Regions from separate parts of the Mus musculus genome. Here region 1 is linked to region 2. Evidence: chromatin contacts called from public Hi-C data. All regions are on one chromosome and are shown on one strand. Each heading gives the region's core, a stretch centred on a gene start, on an enhancer-like site or on the middle of the called end of the contact. The rest is flanking DNA. Distances are from core to core; before and after follow the strand shown. Region 1 has its middle 240 kb from the start of Gm32656. Region 2 overlaps Gm20125 (predicted gene, 20125).

What was found. A called contact is a pair of places that touch in the nucleus more often than the background predicts.
Region 1: a contact with region 2 is called in a Hi-C map of bone marrow-derived macrophages, with 3 times the contacts expected there. The contact joins two enhancer-like sites. A contact is called at or near these places in 3 of 484 Hi-C or Micro-C datasets (bone marrow-derived macrophages and granulosa cells).

What each region holds. Positions count from the first base shown.
Region 1 is chr10:17,416,930-17,419,629 of GRCm38.p6, forward strand. No RefSeq gene overlaps it. Among named protein-coding and RNA genes, the nearest start is that of Gm32656, 240 kb to the right of the region's middle. Within about 2 kb of position 1,447, at least 61 of the 459 cell types and tissues checked have an H3K27ac peak or open chromatin away from gene starts, as enhancers often do. A contact at or near this core is called in bone marrow-derived macrophages, where this site is marked.
Region 2 is chr10:16,995,612-16,998,382 of GRCm38.p6, forward strand. All of the region lies in intron 1 of Gm20125 (predicted gene, 20125), which reads right to left. Among named protein-coding and RNA genes, the nearest start is that of Gm20125, 99 kb to the right of the region's middle. Within about 2 kb of position 1,375, at least 57 of the 459 cell types and tissues checked have an H3K27ac peak or open chromatin away from gene starts, as enhancers often do. A contact at or near this core is called in bone marrow-derived macrophages, where this site is marked.

The DNA.
Region 1 (2,700 bases), core at 197-2,696, 420 kb after region 2:
AGTGATGGTGATGGTGACAGTGATGATGATAACCTGAAGCTCACTCCTCTAACAAGTATAAATGCTACTGAAAAGGGTGGGTTTTTGTTTGCTAAACATGGAACCACACACAGTTATGGATTTTACTGTACTGCTGCCATTATGCTCTCAGAGCTGTGTACTTTCATCTTCATGGAGACAGACAAAGACTCAAATCACCCTAAACAGAGCTTCCACAGAGAACACTGGTGTTCCTTCTTTTCTCAGTTCTTTCTCCCTAGGCTATTTCCATATTTCCTATTGAAATTCAGTGTCTTTCAATGTATTAAAAGAAATTTTATGGCAATTGTTCACTAGAATTAACATTGTTTTGTTTGGTTTTGTCATACCAACCTTCCTTAAGGCTGGCAAGTTACCTATAATAGTTGGCTTAAAAAGTAAGTAATGAATCTAACCAGGGATGGGACCGAGATGATTTAAACCTCAAGGTTACTCCATTACAGTCTGAGTTAGGAGAAAATGACACCATCATTTTAAGAATTTACTGGATGAAAAGATCACTCCAGAGATAAAATGTTTGCCTTATGAACGTAAAGACTTTTTTTATCTTAAGAGCCCACATTTAAAAAGCTGGGCATGTGGCCTACAACTGTAATTTTGGTGCTGGAGAAGCAGAAATAGTCAAATCCTTTGCAAGTTGGCCAACCCAACCCACTTTTCAAGTTACAGAGCACTGAGAGACTCTGTCTCAAAAAAAACAATGTGAGACCTGTAAGATGCCCTCACAAGTACAGACACTTGTCACCAAGCCTGAAGCCATGAATTCAATCTCCAGTCTCTAAAACCTACATGGCAGAAGGAGAAAAGAACTGCATCTTGTTCTCTTGATTCCATATATGTGCCATGCATGCCAATAAACAGATACACACACAGACAGAAGGAGGTGAGAGAGAGACAGAGACAGACAGACAGACTGAGAGAGGGAGGGAGATACACAGAAAGAGGCAGAGAGAAACACAGAGAGAAAATAAATAAAGTAATTTTAAAGCGTAATAAAAATATAACAAAGTGGGCAGTGTCAGGGGACAGACAGAATTGTTCTCCAGTCTCCACATGCTTGGGTATGTAGTGTGAATGCATGCGCACACACACAACACATGCACCTTCACACACATGAACATGCACACACACAGAAACACAGACACTGGGATTGTGGCTTAAGACAAACATGAATATTTCTAAAGTGATTCATTATATTGTTCATAATCTAATTCTTGGAGTTCCTGCCCTGTACTCTGTCTTTAAGCAAGCAGTTGCAGTTCAGCCAGTAGTCATTGCTATGTGCTCCAGTTTTTAGTTTGAACTTGGAGGGAGGCACACATTTTCTTCTGTTGTACTGGATTACATAATGGCTCGATGTACTAACTTTAGTGACAGAAACCATAAAATTGGCCCCACGTCAGAAAGTTCTCCTTTTCCACTTCACTGGCTGACTCAAGGCGGAACCACTTAGCCCAGGGGTCTTTTGTGAGTTTGCTGCTCCACTCTGAAAGTCACCTACCTCTCGGGCTTAAGAGCTGCATCGTTTTGTGGATTTTTCTGCTAGAAATCAGACAACCAATGGCACTCTTTCATCTGGTTTCTAACCAGGGTTTGTAGCCATCTAATTCACAAAATCTGGAGTTTCCATTCATGTCATTTGGCTTCCCTTTCGCTTCCTCATTGAATGTCAACCATAAGCTTTCCCTGGCCTTACACGTTTATGAGAGTTCTGGCATCTCTCAGACATTCAATATAATTGGTGTTAAAATTATAAAATCGTAGCTCTTTTAAAACAACATTTAAGAGTGTGATCTTTAAAATAAATGTATGCTTAAATCTGTCCCCATTTGGCCTTTCCACCTTTGCAATTACATTCTTTTCCTCCTTCAACATAATACTTTTATATTTTGAATAGGAACAAAAATAACAATGTGGTTATGTACACAGACTGAGACCACCAGAAATTACTGTGAAAATTATACAAGCTGGCCTAGCATCCATTGACAAGACACTCAGATTTTCAAGCCTCTGTGTACTGTTTCATCTTAGAAAATGTCCCTAGAGTTTGTTTACCTGGATACTCGTTCTATTCTTCCTCAGTTTGAAGGTGCATTCTAAGGTTTCTCTGTAGAGATATTAAGTTCCCTGCTTGTTTCCAGGGCACAATACTCAACCCAAGGACTTCTGAGAATTGCCTAGAATCAGAATCAAGATACAATCACTCTCTGCCCCCTTCTATATTTGGAATACACTGAAGCTCTGTTACGTGTTCATCTACAGTCACTTAGGTAGAAATCAGCTGCATGACCATACCTCAACATTCCCCAGCTGTTAAGATGGCCACCAAAATCCGACAACAAAACACTCACTCTATGATGAGGTCAGCTGTAATTTCAGAGGAAATTTCCCCAGGATAAGAAAGGAACCACACAATATAGAAAACTTTGAAGAATGGTGGCATCCTTTATGGTAAATTACAATTTTAGAAGTCCATTAAACAATAAAATTTTAAAATTCAGTAGCACATTTCTCCTAGACTACCTTAATGAGAAAGTCTCCTCTACCATAAGGGCTAAACTTCCATGATGAACTTTGCCAAACACTGGCTGGCTGAGATTCACTGTCAATCTCTTTCAGCCCTCATTGACTAATGAAAGATATCCCATCATAAGCTTCATC
Region 2 (2,771 bases), core at 125-2,624:
CACAAACCTCACAAGTGTTTAGATCCCAGACTTGTAAACAGGTTTGATTTCCTCTTACTGAGCGTCTTCCTTCCTTGTTCCTTATTGCATTCAGCTGGCTCTAATTCCTTTCCATGTACTTAAAGAAATGAAATATTTCATCTGAATTAAGAGCAATCATGTATTTGAGAAGATCAATCCAGAAAGAACAGAAAAGTGAATTGTTTTCAATGAAGCTGTTTACAGTGACTGAGCAGCTAGGGGTTAGATGAATAAATAAAAAGACCAGTAATTTCATTGAATTATATTGTTCAATTTCAATTGTGTCTCTTAATGTAAACAGCTCAGTGATTGATGCATTATCGAATATTCGTGGAGTGTGTGTGTAATGAATATGTTTATGAATGACCCAGTGAGAGAAAATCAATCTTAGAAAGATTTCTCTGTTGAATTGTAGTTTAGATGATTGCAAATCAAAGTTTAAAATGTCTGGATTACAACATTGAGTACTTCAAACTTTCAGAGGGAAAATAAAGGACCTGAAAGGCAACATAATAAAGTGACATGTAGTAAAGAAAACAGACAGTGTTTTCTAACGTACTTTTTTAGTATTTAAAGTCTTATGTCAAAGTAATAATAAAACTAGGAGCCAGTAGACAGGAATGGTGGCACACACTGGCAGGATCTCTAGTTCAAGACCATCCTCGACCATTCGTGTTAGGAGCCTATCTGAAAAACAATAATGATTTTGTTATTGCTTAAGAAAAGTAAGTCCATTTATTATTTCTGTCACTAATGTGGAGGAAAAGCTGACAGAAACTGTTTAAGGAAGACAGGGTTTGTTCTGGGTTAGAGTTTGAAGGTAAACAGTCCTTTGTGGAAAGACAGGTATGCCAGCAGAAGAGTGCTTCTGCTAGTCATATTACACCCACAGTCACAAATCAGACAGAAGCAAGAGCAGAGGAGAAGAGAAGCTGGGACCAGCTCTGATTTTCCCTTACTCAGACTGAGACACCTGTGCATGTTATGATGTCACCCACATTTACAGTGGGTCTTCCCACTTGAATTAACCCAGTAAAGAACATCCCTTACACACATACCCAAAATTTGGCCTTCTAAGTAACTCTAGATCTTGTCAAATTTGCCAATTCATATTAACCACAACTATTACCCAAGCATCCTAAAATCATAATAATGTATGCCAGCCGTTGAAAGCAATCATGCTTTTCTTTTAGAATTATGGAATTATGAAGTACCTGCCAGGAAAATCCACTTTTTATTCTAGCCAATGGATCAACCATCTGTGAAAATACTACTTCCTGTGAGCTACTCACTGAACCACATCCCCTGAGTGCCATGCTTGTCCAAGTGTCTGAAGTGATTGACAAAGCAAAGCATTAACATCTTTTGGGGAGTACCCAGTTGCGAAATGTCTCACTTCCCCCTTTCATCCTGACTCCTCTAGTTCTGTAAATGTGCTTAAATTACACTCAGCTTAAAACTCAAGCCTTTTCCATTTCCTGTCTCTGTCAATCTACTACCAACACTTCACATTTTCTTTTGTTCCACGGTAGGCAAAGTGCTTTATTTACTTATTTTTATTCATGTGATATCTGGGGAAATGATGGCAGAGAGATTTCCCAACCACAGACCAGACTGGATCCGCAACCAGGAGAATGAGCTTCACGGGGGGAACTTGTTACATACAACAGTTTACACACAGACCCAGGTTAACCTAATCAGACCTTGCATTTTAACAAGATACCTCAGTGAACAGTACATGCGAGTTTATTAAGCATTGACCAAGGAAAAGTAATAGATTTGCTTATGATATCTAAACCTGTGAGGAAAAGAGCCCAAAACGAACAACAATGAAAAGATATCCCAGCTCTATGTTCCTGAGCCCAAATATGGCATTACTATAAATGTGACTTTTGGGAACAACAACAACAAAATCACATGGCAAACTTTTGGAGCTAACCTCAGATAACTAAAAAAACAACAAACAAATACAATATCTGCAGGTGAATCCAATAGATCAGGGTGTGTTTGTGGGGGGAGGGGTAATTGGTAAGCAAGTCTCAGTTTGAGAAGATTGTTCATGTAGTACACATGAGCTAAGTTCAAGTGAGTACCACCCATCTCACATCATTCCTTCCTTTCTATGCCCTTCATCTCCTGCTATAACTAACTCACTGTTCCCTCTGAGTATAAGTCAGTGGCCACTTTATCCTCCTTTAACTAACTGACGTAATTATCTCTCTCTGTCTCCCTTTCCCTCTCCCTCTCTTCCTCCCTCCTTTCTTCCTCCCTTTCCCTTTCTCCTCTTCCCTTCCACTTCTTCTCCCACTTCTTCTCTCTCTCTCTCTCTCTTTTACCTGTATTGCTTACTCTATATTCATTCTTCATCCAACAACTCTTTCAAAGTTTCAGATAATGACTTCATTGGAGTACTTCAATGGATGTACCACAGCCTCTTAAATTATTCTTACATGCCCTTAATAGATCCCAGTATATCTTCAAACTCCTGCCCCATCTTCTACACGTGTGTTATGTTAAACATCACAAGGAATGATCTGAGAAAACCCATCAAAGAAAGCAGAGGTGTCTCTAGGTAAGTTTCTGTCTCTAGCAACAAGATCAAAACGAGAGTGTTATTCAAGATCTCTTTACAGCAAACATTCAATAGGTTCCTTCTGCCCTAAGCCGGAAACCTAGAAAGGGGTTAGTAAATGAACATGTCATGGAATTGGGCTGAGGATGCATCCCTACTTTAAACTTTCTTGCTGTGA